Linked DNA regions of Sus scrofa: region 1 is linked to region 2. Evidence: chromatin contacts called from public Hi-C data. All regions are on one chromosome and are shown on one strand. The core of a region is the stretch at or near the end of the contact, and the rest is flanking DNA. Distances in the headings are between cores, read along the strand shown.

Region 1 (6,964 bases), core at 2,060-4,559, 51 kb after region 2:
GGTTGTGGTCGTAGGACAATGTGGACTGTGTGTGGATAAGAGGGACTGTTCACGTCTGTCTTGGTAGCTGTGTGTTTTTTCCCCTCTGTGTTTGTGTGGCTATTCACTCTGCAAATATTTACTGGGCACACCGTGAGAAGGTGAGAGTGTGTGTGTGTTTGTGTGTGTGCAAGTGCATGTGTGTGTCACCACCCGGCACATGGACAGGCTCACAGAAGAAGAACGGGCAGCACCCTGCTTGAGCACAGCTGAGCCACTTACCCTGTGGCGGGTCCAGGGCCCACCGGCAGCCGGTGTTGACCTCTCCCCCTTGAAGGTGCAGGAGAAAGTGGGGCTGGGCAGGGGTCTGCAGCCCTTTCTCAGGGACACACCCTGATAGCACAATCTCCCTGGGGCCCTGCCCGCCTCCAGGCCTCTCCTGCCCCAACCCTGGGGAAGAGAGGGGTTCTGCAGTAGGGGCGCAGAACCTGCCCCAGCTGCTGGCCCATCCTGCCTCGGCACCCCTGGGTCTGGGGTCTGTGCCAGGCCATGCTTTCTGTGACCCCACCCCTGTCCCCTCTCCCCCCGCATGTGGGTGCCCCCCACCCCCACCGCCCCCGTCGTGGGGTCTGTGTAGCATTCGCTCTAGAAATAGTCTTCCTGCAATAAAGAAGTGGATCCTGCATCCCCCACCAGTGCACCTTCTTTGGGGTGGGGAAGTCAGCTCGCCCCCTGAAAAGGATGAGGGATGGGAGGAATGGGGAAGTGAGGGATGGGGGTGTGGGGGGAGTTTGGACTTTTGTGATGAGGATTCTGGGGCATGGTGGGAACATTTCAGTGTTTCACCCCTGTGGTCCCCACAAAACATCTCACAGGTCCTTCTGGACCCTGTATTTACCGCACCAAGTGGAACGGATGGGATGGGCACTATGGTCCCTATGTTACGTGGGGAGAAACTTGCAGGGCCTCAGTTTTCCCATCTACTAAATTGCTCAGGGCAAAGTTTGCAAATTTATTTATTTATCTTTCTTTCTTTCTCCCTTTCTTCCTTTGCTTCTTTCTTCCTTTCTTTTATGGCTATACTTATGGCATTTGGAAGTTCCCAGGCTAGAGGTCAAATCGAAGCTGCAGCTAAGGGCTACGCCACAGCCATGGCAACACTGGATCTGAGCTGCCTGTGCCACCTATGCTGCAGCTTGTGGCAATGCCAGATCCTTAACCCATTGAGTGAGGCCAGGGATCGAAGTTGCATCCTCATGGATACCAGCTGGGTTCTTAACCTACTGAGCCACAACGGGAACTCCAGAGTTCACAGATTTATAAGCAGGGCCAGGACTAGGGTGAGGAGATGGAGGCACTTGCCATAGGTGATCAAAAACTCAGCCGTCTAGATACTTACTTTAATGCAATATTTAATGCAAAGGAAGCTAGGGGTAGCTGGTGGCAAGGGAGGTGGTTTGCACAAGGCCAGAATCAGACCTTGACTTTCTTTAAAAATTTGGCTATTTTGTTCATCATGAATTATTTCTGCATTTATTTTGAATTTTTAAAATATGACATTAGTGGAGTTCCCGTCGTGGCGCAGTGGTTAATGAATCCGACTAGGAACCATGAGGTTGCGGGTTCGATCCCTGGCCTTGCTCAGTGGGTTGAGGATCCGGCGTTGCTGTGAGCTGTGGTGTAGGTTGCAGATGTGGCTCGCATCCCGAGTTGCTGTGGCTCTAGTGTAGGCCGGTGGCTACGGTTCTGATTAGACCCCTAGCCTGGGAATCTCCATGTGCCACAGGAGCAGCCTAGAAAAGGCAAAAAGAAAAAAAAAATGTCATTAGTTATCTTGATGGTGAGTGTTTCTGTCTCTTTGGGGGCACCCCTTCAGGTTCTGGATTTGAGAAAAGTGCCTCACTTGCTTTGCCCCAGCCCTGCCGTAATCTTTTTTGGGGCCACAAAGGAAGACTTGAGTGACACGTGCTCAGCTCCTTCTCCCAGGGCTCTTAGGAATTACCAGACCTCTCAATTTTTTGGGAGGGCCTGGAAATCTGGGTTCATTTTGTGAAATGTCCTGATTTTTAAATGTTGGCAACGAATTTTGAATTTTTACAGGATTTTGGGGGCTGTGTCTTGTCAGAGGGCCACAGGTTTGTAACTCTTGTTCAGAGAGTAACTCCTTCTGCAGGGTTGAACTGGGAAGTGAAAGGCCCCGGCGCTGGGTTCTGCCTGTATGTGGCAGGGTTGAGGAGACAGGTTCCTGCTGGGATGAAAGCAGCCCTGGGGGGGCTCAGCTGGGAGGCCAGCAGCTCAGATCACAGGGTAACAATGTTGCACAAAGTTCTCAAAGTCCCAGAATAAGGTGGCTCCAGCTTCCCATGTAAGAAATTCTCCCCTTCATGTCCACTGGATGCTTTTGGAGACATACCAAATGTTGCCTAAAATCCCATGGGGCGGTGGAGGGGGAAGCATGCTAAAAATGCACATTCCAGGGGTCTAGGTTCATTTGAGTTGTGTGTGGCCCAGGAATTTGTATTTTACAATCAAGGCCCAGCAGTTAGGACATTAAGAAACCCTGGAAATTATGAGACAAGCTTGCGTGAATGAACTTGAATTTAACCTCTCTGAGACTCAGTTTCCTCCTCTATAAAATGGGGATAATATCATTTCACCTCCTAGCCTTATGCAGAGCTTTAAGCTAGAGGGAGCAGTTATTATTGTAGTCCTGTAGATCAAGGGACTGATTAGTAGGGGACAGTCTAATCGGAGTAGGGGGTCTAATCAGAATTACAGCTGCCAGCCTAGCCACAGCCACAACAATGCAGGTTCCTGACCGGCGTCTGCAACCTACATACACCACAACTCACAGCAACGCTGGATCCTTAACTCACTGAGCAAGGCCAGGGATTGAACAGGCAACCTCATGGTTCCTAGTTGGATTCCGCGGCGCTAGGTCAGGAACTCCAGTAGGGGACAGTCTTACCCTGCAAGGGAGCTAAGATTTAGATTTGAACCCATGGCCCCACCCGGGATTCAAACTCACGAGCAGCCCAGCGCCTCCTTGACGTCACCAAGTCACCTCAGAAAATCGGCTAGTCGCCCAGCTGCTAGATCCACCACACCGTACCTATTTGCATATTAACATAGCTCCTCCCTCTCGCGTTCTCCCCTTGCGTGTGGCCAGCGGCGGTGCCACTCAGCGCTCCGCCTCCTGGCCCCGCCCGCGTCCCACGCCCCGCCCCCTCTCCTGGGTGCAGCCTACCCCGCTGCCTGATCTGTGCCCCGCCCCCACTCCTAGCTCCCGCCGCCCTGGCCTTCCATTGGCCGCTCCAGCCTCCAGTGCCCGCCCCTCGCGCGCCGGCCCCGCCCCCGCGGGGGGGAGCGAGCGCTCGCGGGCCCCGTGGTGGGTTCGGCTGCGCGGCGGGGCTGAGGCGGCCGCGAAGGTCCGAGCGCAGGTAAGGGCACGTGCGGCCGCGAATCGGGATGGGGTCCACCGCCCCTGTCTCGGGCGTCAGGGGCGGGCGTGCGGCCGGGGCGGAGGGGGAGGCCGGACGGTCCCAGGTGGGGGTCTTGGAACGGCTCCGAGTTGGCTGCGGACAGGGTTGGGAGTCCGGGTCTGTGAGGAGGGACGGAGAATCCCGATTAGAGTTGGGGGTGGGGGTCTGTGAGGGGGGGCCGAGGATCCGGGTTAGAGTTGTGGTCGGGGTTTGTGAGGAGAGGCTGGGGTCTGAGGAGGGCCGGGGAATCTGGGTTGTAATTGGGGATCTGGGCTGGGTTCTATGAGGAGGGGCCAGGGATCTGGGCTGGAGTTAGGGATTGGGGTCCACTGAACGGGGGCTGGGGTATCCAGGCTGGAGTTGGGGGTCAGGGTCTGTGAAGGGGAGGCTGGGGCCTACGATTCGGGTTGGAGTTGGGGGTCAGGGTCTGTGAGGAGGGGCTAGGGTCTGTGAAGAGGGGTCAGGGATCTGGGCTGGAGCTGGGCGTCAGGATCGTGAAGAGGGGGCCGGAGTTGGGGGCTGGCATTAGAATTAGGGATCAGGACTGGAGTTGGGGCTCCAAGTTAGCTGGGAAGAGGACTGCGATGGAGTTGGTCCCCTTGTCTAGGAAGGGTGATTGAGGACCTCTGGTCAGGATGAGCTGGCACAGGGCCAGAGAGCAGAGCTGAGGGGGAGCTGAGGGAAGCAGGTGGGGGTCAGGCTCCTTTCCAAAGGCATGGGAGAGCTGTGGGGAGAGGTGGAGAGTTAGGAGTGTGTGGGTGATGAGAAAGGGGGAGGTGGGATAGAAGCTGCAGGTGTTCTGCAGGAGGGTGACTTCAGGAGGAAATGGGGGCCTCAGAAGTCAGTTATGAAGATTGACGAGGGGAGTCACTGAGGCTTTGGCTGATCATTGGGGTCCAAGGGGGCATGGGTCAGAGACTCCTTGGCAAAGCAGTGAGCTGCAGGAGATGGGCGTTGGACATACTTTGCGAGGTCCGTTTCTGGGATGTGGTGCGCAAAGGGGAATGTCTTGGGAAGCAGAAAGCCTGGAGTTGGTGACTGAATTTTTCAGGAAATTTTGGGCTCAGGAGCGAGGAATCAAAGTGGGAGTTTTGGGGACAATGATACTAAGGGATGTAGGTGGCACTTTATTTTTCCCAGGGAGTAGGGTTGCTCAGGGTTGAAAGGTGGGCAGGAGAAGACAAGCTTGATGAACAGCAGCTGAGGGCCTTCCCTGTTGCTAGGTGTCAGCGAGGCAAATGCCAAGTTCACAAACTTGTTCAGTCATGTGCTGTGGTCTTGCCCAGATTGAGGTCATGGTCTCTGGAAGGTGGGCCTGTGTTCCCATCTTGACTCTGGCTGCTCGCTTGGCTGGCTTGCCTCTGGGGGGTTTAGTTTACTCCTCTGTAGAATGGCAAAGAAAACAGGAGCAGGCACCTCATAGGATTGCCGCGAGGGTCAAATGAGGGGATGCGTGCACCTTGCTTGCTCCTGGCACATGGTGAGGGTTCGTGCGCCTTGATAATAATGTTCTAAATTAAGGTTTTTTGGGGGGGAGGAAGGTGGGTGGGTAGAATTACTGGCTTGTCAAGGAGGGGAGGGAAGGAATCACTTGGAACTTGACTCCAGTCCCTCAATCTTGGGGTGCACATAAGAATCCCCTCTGGAACTTTAAAAAAGAATCTGCGAAAATGTTTATTCTTCATTATTATTAAAAATGAGGGGAAGGCGTTTTCCTGTGGTGCAGCAGGTTGAGGATCTGGCATTGTCACCGCAGTGCCTAGGCTGCTGCTATGGCGAGCGAGCGTTGGATCCCTGGCCTGGGAACTTCCACATGTTATGCGCACAGCCAAAACAACAACAACAACAACATAAAAAGACAGATCTGCCTGGGTCTCCTTGGATTCTGAAGCTTTGTCATGGGACCTGTACACCTACTTAGAACTGGAGTGTGTGTGATGGACCAGGGTCGCTCCCCTGGGCACTGCTGACATTGGGGTCCAGTCATACTCTGCATGTCCTGTCGTGGGTGGTCTGGGCTGTGGAGCAGCGTCCCTGGCCCTCACCCATGACATGCCAAGATCCTCCCCATGACAACCACAAATGTCCCCAGACATTACTCCCTGTCCCAAGGGGGCAAAGCTGCCTCTGGTGGAGACCCCCTATTGGAAACAAAACTAAGTTATTTTCTTCTTTAAAGATTACATCTCACCTTTGAGCCTTAGGAAAGAAGTATGGCCATGCAGATTTGGTGTTTTTTTGTCTTTTTTTTTTTTTTTTTTGCTATATCTTGGGCCGTTCTCACGGCATTTGGAAGTTCCCAGGCTAGGGGTCTAATCAGAGCTGTAGCCGCCGGCCTACGCCAGAGCCACAGCAATGCGGGATCCGAGCCGCGTCTGCGACCTACACCTCAGCTCACGGCAACGCCAGGTCGTTAACCCACTGAGCAAGGGCAGGGACCAAACCCACAACCTCATGGTTCCTAGTCGGATTCGTTAATCACTGCGCCACGATGGGAACTCCTGGTGTTTTTTTTTTAATTTAAAAATTTTTTTATTAAAGTATAGTTGGTTTACACGATTGGGTTAGTTTTTTGTATCATCTCATGCTCTCATTTTGAGAGGAAAAAAGATCACACTACTTTTAAAGAATTTTAGAAATGCTGACTTCTTCCTAGGTGGGTCTTTTGTGGGGCTTTTGAACACGTACACTGATTTTGAATATGAGCTTAAGCTCAGTTTCAGGCCAGGAAAGATGCCTAAATAGGCGGTTCATTTCCTTAGTTGTTACCTAGTGCAGGAGACTTCTGCAGAAGTTTGAGTTCTTTGGGTGATTTTTGGTCTCACACTAAAAATAATTATGACCGTTGCCATTGTTTTCTGCTCTTGTTTGTGTTTCATAAAGCCCGAGGCCCTATAGTTTGAAGGGAGAGGCAACCAAATGTGAATTACCCTGACACACACGTTGTAGCCCTGTGCTTACTGAATGGAGGCATTTTTTTGGTGCACCCTGTTGTAGTGTAAAAAGCGCCTTCTTCCCTCCAAAGTGTTATTACAGGTTTTCTCATTTGCATCTGGAAACAAATAATCGTCTTTTAAGCGTAGTTGGGCCTGGCCTCCATGATTTTGGAACTTTCTGTCACTTTGTAGAGAGGAGGGTTCCCAGGACAGCTGCATGGTTGCTGGGCATTGACACAAACTTCTCCCCCTTCCCTTGCTTCACAGCCTGTGGGTGTTCTGGACGTTTCCCATCCGTAGAATCCCACACTGGGTGTCCTTCTGTGTCTGTTCTCTCACTGAGCATCGTGGTCTCCAGGTCCATCCACGTGGTAGCGAGTGTTGGGGCTTCTCTCCTTTTCACGGCTGAGTGATGCTCCCATGTGTGGAGGGATCACATTTGTTTATCCATTCATCTATCACTGGACATCTGGGGTGCTTCCACGTTTTGGAAGTGAAGATTCATACTGCTGTGTAAATGGCTTCTTTTTTCCTGGGAGTTCAGTAACCCATTAAACTGAAGCTTGG
Region 2 (7,637 bases), core at 1,912-4,411:
CAGAGATGCCACCAATCCTGTTGTACCACAGCAGATCATTCTCTGTTGGGGACCATTCTGGGCATGGTGGGGTATTGAACAGCATCCCCGGTCCCACCCACTGGAGGCCAGCCACCTCCGCCCCCAGATCACAATGATCAGAGATGTCACCGGATGTGGCCCAGTGTCCCGAGGGGACACAATCACCCCAGCTGAGGAACACTGATACATACCAAGTGGGGATAAAAAAGGCTCTTAAGCTGAGAGAGATTAGATTTTTTTAGCCAAATGACTGCTGCAAATTTAAGGGAAAATCTTTGCAGACTATTTTGGATTTTAGAACTGCAAAAAAGGAACTGTGGGTCTGCATTAAATTTGGTAGTAAAGAAGGGCTCCAGAAGCTCCAAAGAGGTGGGAAATATAGTGGAATTCTCAGGAAAATCTTCTGAAGGAGCTAGGATTTGAAACTTTGAGCACATTCATTTTACAAATATTTACTGATTATCACCAGTGTGCCAAGTCTCTGAGCTAACAATTCTGCAGCAAAAAAGGCAGACAACACTCCTGCCTTCCTGAGACCTGAAAAACCCTAATTATGATTATTATCTTTAATACAATTATTACCATCATCCCAATGGGCTGCAGAAAGACCTGAAGGAAGAGAGGTGGGCAAACCAAGTTCCATGAGGCACCACGCAACATCCTGGGCCATTTTCTAAAACAGAGTATACAGATTGCAAAGCTCCCATAAATGAAAACCATTCCCGGCAGTCCCCTTCTGTTCAACATAAGAGACCCCCAGCTGTGTTCTAGCCAAGATGACCTGTTGCTTTCCAAACGCGTTGCCCCTGTGCTTGCCTCCCCATCCTTGCCCTCGAGGTTCCCACCAACTGGGACGCTTCTCCCGCAGGACAACTGCTTCTCTCCACTGGGTCCAAGCTGAATCAAATGCCACTTCCTGCGAGAAGCCCTCCAGGACTGCCCTCCCTTAAAGATGTATGACCAGCCCCAGCACCAACCACCATCTAAAGTCCTTGCTTGATTTTGCTTCTTGAATGCTGGTCTCCGGCTTTGGAACTGTGTCTAGAACTCCCTCAAGTCCATCCCAGAGCCCGACCCGTCCCCAGCAGAAGAAACATGGAGTTTGCCGAATGAGTGAAGGCGCGCTGGAACACGGATTCATTCTGGGGCTCGCCGACCCCCTCCTCCGTTCGGGCCCGGATCACTTGAGGGTCACTGGGCTCCGCTCGTAGGCCCCAGTGGCGACCCCGGGGAGGAGGCAGGAGTGCGCACGAGTGCGCACCGGGCGCCCGGATCTGGTGAGCGGGGCCGCACCAAGGGGAAGCAGGTACCTGCTGGGGGCTTCATGGTGGGCGAATGTTCAGTGACGGCCCCTCCCTCCACCTGGTCCGCGTCGGAGCAGCGGTCAGCAGCCTCGGTCCTCTCTGCTGCCGCAGCTGTCCCGACTGAGGCGCCCGCCGCCCGCGCGCCCACCGGATGCTGGGAGAGCGTGTGTGCTGGATAGTAGGGCGCAAGCGCGCGCCCTAGCCCCACCTACATCGCGAGGCGGAGCGCAGGGGCGCAGACTTCCTCTGCGCGGTCGCTTGAACCACCCCCGTCCATCATTGGCTCTTAGTGGTGAGAGGGCGGAGCCTTCGGGAAGGCTAGCGGGGGAGGTGTTTCCAGGGGAACCCACCCCGCAGGCGCCTCGAATCTTTTCTGCGGCTCTTTGTGCCAGTCGTTCGTTTGGGCTTCTAGCTCCTGTATTAATTTGTCATTACCTCCTCCCAACCTTAATTGTGTATTTGGCTAGTTTTGCAAGTTTTTACCTTCACCTAAGGCGCTCCGTTAGTGGTCGCTTACGAAACCTCAGGCACTTATTCCATTACCAACATCCTGCTCATCTTCTAGCATCTAATGGTTAAAGGTCCTCCACATATACCAGCTGAATCCAGTTAGACAACCAAATTAAGAAGACATTTATTTAAAAAGCAGAAATGTAAGCAAGCATCATTGAGAAAGCTTCAGTAAACCGATGCAGAACTTCAAACAACAGGTGTGTTGGAACTGTGCCTTACCTGCATGTAGTATTGTCAGTTAAAAAAAAAAAACAAAAAACACCTTGAACCGTCTAAGGCACACAGAAAGAAAAACCTAAGAAAATTAAAACTGGTCCCTAAACCTACGTCTTTTATTTCTGCAAAATAAATGAAAATAACCCAGGGTGTTGAGTAAACCCAGGGTGTTGAGTACATGCATTTTAAGTTGAATAAAAATGAATTAGGAAAAAAAAAAATGAATTGGGAGAACACTCTGGCAACTTGAATGCTAATGGTGGTCATTTAATAGGGAATGTCTCATTACTGACCTTCGATTTCTTTCTCTCTTGAGCACATCCAGCGTAATCCTACGTTAGTCTTCATTTTTGCTGTTCCCTGTACCTGGAGTGTTTTCCCAGTTCTCCAAATCTACATGTGAAACAGAGGTCTTCCCTAACCAACCCAACAAATTTACCGCCCCAATCACAATCAGAACACCCCATTTTTTTCTACACAGTGCTTGCCATTAAGTAGAACTTGTTCATTTACGTATTAGTTTACCAGTTTATTGTCTGTGTACCCCAATACAAGGTAATGAAAGCAAAAGTTTTGCTGGTCTTTATAGTTTGTGTGTAATAAATACTTGTTTACTATTATGCACCTACTGTAAACAAATATCTTAGTATTCATTCTTATGGATTGAATGAATGAAATAACGAACTCGCGGATGTTTGGGTGGGTGAATATATGAATAAATACAGTGAGAGGGTAACAGTCGCCCCCACTCAAAGACCGCCTGTGATCCTCTGGGCGCCAGATACCCAAAAGCAGCAGGTGCACCACGTGGCGGACACGGTGCCACGTGACGGGCTCGGCCGACCCACAAGAGTCCACCACTGTCCCACCATGCACCGCTCCATTTCGGCCTAGAGGACAAGTTGATCCGGATTTCCGGCCTCCGTTCGGTCGCAGAGGTCAGTTGCCCTAACGACGAGCTCGTTCCCGCCTCTACATTACGTCACTTCCTCCTACTCCCGCCTTGATAATTGGTGCGCCTGCGCAGAATGAAATCCAGCGGCCACCGGCTCCTTCTGCGCAGGCTGCGGGGCTGGGGGCGGAGCGGGGCTGGGGGCGGGGCCGGGCAGTGCCGCGGTGCGCAGGCGCCGCCGTCGGTGGGTCCGGGTTCGGCTGCTTGAGAGGTGAGTCGCGGGTTCGGCGCTGAGCCGGATGTACCTGGGGTCAGTGGCTCGGGGCTCCTGGGGTTCCGGGGTGGGTAAGAGGACGTCGATCTGGGGCGGGGACGCCGCAATTGGGGGAGTGTTGTGAGTGAGCAGCGCGGAGGGAAACTGAGGGCAGGAGGTATCGGGCGGGCCTTTGCCCGCCGGGATCTCCCTCCCCTGGACCCTAGGCCCGGGAAATGCGGGTTCGCAGGTCCGTGAGTGGATAGCAGGAGGTAAAGCGCCCCGCACGTAGTAAGCGCTCGCCGAGTGGCCGCTGCTTCCCGGAAACACGGTTCTTTTAAGCCGGAGTCCCTCTGTTCCTGGGGTTCAGGTCGGGGTTCCTGTCCCAGCGCCGCCTCCACCTTGGTCAGTCTCTTGGCGTCTCGGAACCTCAGTTTCCCCTTCTGTAAAACAGGCGTTGTCACAGCCTCTGCCTAGGATTGGGGGGCTTCCCATGAGAATTAAAGTCGCAGAGACCCCAGCGCAACGTGAGAACACAGGAGGGGTCTTTTTTCACACTGAGGGCCTCTGCATGGTGTGCTGAAGTGAGACAAATCTGGGGTTGAAGACTAGGTCCTCCACCCCTGCTGGCTGTGGCCTCTTGGGCAAGTCGCTATCCGTCTCCCCCAGCCCTTTCCTTTTAGAATAGGGACTGTAGAAGTGTATGCTTCTTAGGGTCATTGTGAGGTTAAGTACACCTGGAGCATTCTTTAATCGGGTTCCTGCTACTTGTCTTCCTAGACGACAACTGGTTTTGTTAAGTGGCTGGAAGTGTGTGCGCTCTGCATCCCTGCTGAGTGATGTTCTTATTTTTTTTGGTGTTTGGTTTGCTTTTCCTCTCCCTAGACCAGTGGTTTTGTCCTTTTAGCGGACACTAGGCAATGTCTGAGGACATCTGTGGCTGTCACAACTGGGGGTGCTCCTGGCACCGAGGGGGTGGGGGCCATGTATGCTGCCCCATACCCCACAGTACCCAGGATGGGCCCACAGAGAACAGTCTGGCCCCAGATGTCCATGGTGCCAAAGCAGAATCCAACCCTAGACTAGTGATTCTTCACCAGTGTGCTTGCTGCACAGAGGCAAGGGGTGTGTGAGCCCCTGAGAAGTCACGTGCAAGGTTTTGTGTGTGTGCCCACTTTTGTGGTTGAGGAACGGGTATCTTGGAGTTCAGACTCTGAAATCAGACCATTTAGAACTGATTTGCATTTTAGCTGGGTGACCTTGGGTGGCACCCCCATCTTTAAAAGCCTCATTTTTTTGTTCTATAGAATGAGTTAGATTAAACAAACTGTAACCGGGGGGGTCAGGTCACCCTGCAGTCTGTTTTAGTGAAAGATTTTGTGGGAACACAGCCCACATACCACAGACGTGTTACCTGTGGCCTGAGAAGCTGGCCCTTTTCAGAAAATGTTTTGCTGACCCCTGAAATAAGCTTTTGCATATACAGCACTCGGGTCAGGGCATGAAAAGTCCTGAACACTCCAGGAATTTCACCTGAGGTTTATAATTCATTCTCCCATGGCTCTGGATCGGGTTAAGCTCTGACCTGGATTAAGAGCTGTTCTTACTTGGTTCCTGCATTTTCTAATTTTTTTTTTTTTCTTTTTAGTGCCACACCTACAGCATATGGAGGTTCCCAGGCTAGGGGTGGAATCGGAGCTACAGCTGCCGGCCTACACCAGGGCCACAGCAACTCGGGAACCGAGCCACATCTGCAACCTACACCACAGCTCATGGCAACACCCAGATCCTTAACACACTGAGCAAGGCCAGAGATCGAACCTGCAACTTTATGATTCCTAGTCTGATTGGTTCCCACTGCGCCACAGTGGGAACTTCTAATTTTTTATTTTTGTTTTTTTGCCAAGACCCAATGCTGGCCCCTGTAGCCAATGCACCTGAAAGTGAAAGAATAAAGGGGACGGCTGATAGGTGGACAAATACGGATTTGTCGTTCTCTACTGACGAGGAAACCCAAGAGAAATGATCTCCCAAGTGAACCTGGCCACGTGGCTCTGAACATGACAGGGATCCAAAATTTTCCTGAGTCCATATGGACTGGAGAAGGTGATCCGTCCAATGGCTCACAGTCTGTGGGTGGTGGGCAGGCCAGGAATAGGCTGGAAGGCCTTGTAGGAGATGCTGGGCCAGAGGCAGGGCTGGCACTTGAGCTTGCTGGAGGAGGAGGGTGTCTAGCTCTGTCTGAGGAGGTGACCTACCGGCTTGGTTGAAGGGAAAGTGTATGGTCCCTGGTGACGGGAGGAGAGGAGAGGGTTGGGTGTAGGCAGAGCATGGGGGCTTTGGTGGGGTTTCCACTCAGGAGGTTTCAGGGAGCCATGGAAGGTTTGCAGTGTGGAGAGCAGGCTTGAGATGGAGTTCCAGCTTTCGGGATGGCCCTCTTCTGAGGATCTAAGGTGTCCGGGGAGGGGAGGGAGGAGCAGAGGACAAGCTAGCACACACCAGGTGTTTGTGAGAAGAGCTAGATTTGGGGTGGAGGTGGGACCGGGCAGCCACTCAGAAAGAGGATGTTCTTTCCTGGGGCCCAGGTCCAGGTCACTCATATTTATTTCTTTTTTAATTTTTTAATTTACATTTTTACTTATTTAATTTTTTTTGGCTGTGCCGGTGGCATGTGCAAGTTCCCGGGCTGGGGGTTGAACTCACACCACGGCAGCAACCCAGGATCCTTAACCTGATAAGTGACAATGCCAGATCCTTAACCTGATGATCCACAAAGGAACTCCCCGGCTCACTCATCTTAGTGAGGCATGCATCTTCCCCTTCGAATGTTCAGTTTTGGGCAGGGAAACAAAAGGAATGGGGTGTTTTTAATAATAAGATGAAAAGGTGAGCCAGCCTCTGTCCCCGAGCCAGGCTCTCACCTGCAGACCAGCACCTGGGGTTCCTCCTGAGCCTCACAGAACCCAACAAGTCGTGATTGTTCCTCAGTCCCCAGGGCCCAGTGGAAAAGCGCATCTTCGCCTCACTGGGCCACCAGGAGCAGGAAGGCAATGAGGGAGCAAAGAGAGTCTGTGCCACGGGGGAGGAGAGCGGAAGTCCTCTGGGGACGCCTGTGTCCAGTAGGTGCTGAGTCCCTACTGTGGATTCAAAGGCCCTTTCCTGCAGTTCTGAGACCGAAAATACTCTCCAAACTTGGGGTTTGCCAAAAGTTTGCAGCCAAGTCATTGGCCAGAAAATCTGATCTGTGCCTACCTTCATTTTTCCCACGTGATGTTTATTGCTCATTGTCAGCTGGGGGTGGTTTGGTGACATCTGGAGACTTTTGTGGTTGTCACCAGTGAGCAGGAGGCTCCTGGCATTGAAGAGGGTGGGGACTAGGGGTGCTGCTTGGCACCCTGCAATGCCCAGGATGGCCCCCACACGGAGTGACCCAGCCCCCGAGTCAGCAGTGATTCAGGGGAGGGGCCCTGGATTCATTATTTTAGGAAAGAAATGAGCCTGATCCGTAGCTCACATTGCACATCAGAATAAATCCCCTATGGTCAGCTGCCTCCACTCCCTTCTACTCCAGTGTATTTAAATCTGTGCAGCATCCTAGGGCCTCGGGTCAGATGGGCACAGGACCCAGCTTCCTGGGGTCTGTGGAATCCCTCTCCCTGGGGTCTCACCCTAAGTGATTCTCACCCCCACACCCCACCCCACTCCCAGAGGACATCATCAGACAAAGGCCACGGTGCAGTTCAACCCCCTGCAGTGCACAGTCCTCCACAAGAGGAATGATCCTGCCCTGATGCTAATAGTCTGGGGCAGACAGCGCCAACACGCAGGAGGAAGTCACATCAGTAGGCCTGGAGAAGCCCAGGAGGCAGGAAACCAGGCCACTTGGAAATGGAAGGGAATGGGTGATAGCAGTGCGTGCAGAAGCCCTGAGGCAGAAAGGGCCCTTGGAAGAACAAAGTGTGGGGAAGGGGTATGATTTTGTCTTTCAGTTCTCTGAACCCTTATGGTGCCTGGGAATCAGCCCCTCTGTCCTCACAGCTGTCACATGAAGTCAGATTGCTGTTTTATTCCACTCTTAAGCTAATGGCTGTCCCTGCAAGGCCCCACTTTAGTTCCCTGGGAGGGAAAGCAGATCCGCCCCACACCCCCTCAAGCCCAGTGTGACCCAGTGCTGGCTCTCCCATGTTGCAGGGGGGCTGTGCTGCAAAGCAGTGCCTGGAATGCTGCACTGTAGCTGCTCAGTCTTGTGACCTTACTGTGTCTCCTGTCAACCTCTGACCACCCCCACCATGAGACCTGGCACCCCTCTACCCAGCTCACTGTTACAGTGATTGAAAAGTGTGGGGGTGGGGGGTCGGCAAACATAAAGGCCCAGGTGGTAAATTCTGTGGGCTTTGGAGCCCTGAAGAAAATGAAACTTGTTAATGCAGAAACTTCT

The links. Hi-C and Micro-C count contacts between places; a contact is called where the count stands out from the background.
Region 1: a Hi-C map of liver shows a contact between it and region 2, with 4 times the contacts expected there. The contact joins the promoter of GNG7 here to the promoter of SGTA in region 2. A contact is called at or near these places in 5 of 47 Hi-C or Micro-C datasets (embryonic fibroblasts, heart right ventricle, liver and 1 more).

The regions. Positions count from the first base shown.
Region 1 is chr2:75,926,568-75,933,531 of Sscrofa11.1, forward strand. It overlaps GNG7 (guanine nucleotide-binding protein G(I)/G(S)/G(O) subunit gamma-7), which reads left to right and starts at 3,310. Exons shown (of 6, transcript XM_021084181.1): 1 at 3,310-3,419. DIRAS1 (GTP-binding protein Di-Ras1) reads left to right here. Exons shown (of 2, transcript XM_021084177.1): 2 at 1-664.
Region 2 is chr2:75,875,971-75,883,607 of Sscrofa11.1, forward strand. SGTA (small glutamine rich tetratricopeptide repeat containing alpha) reads left to right here and starts at 3,162. Exons shown (of 12, transcript NM_001244392.1): 1 at 3,162-3,217. It overlaps THOP1 (thimet oligopeptidase 1), which reads right to left and starts at 1,460. Exons shown (of 13, transcript NM_214223.2): 1 at 1,332-1,460. The coding sequence starts at 1,347.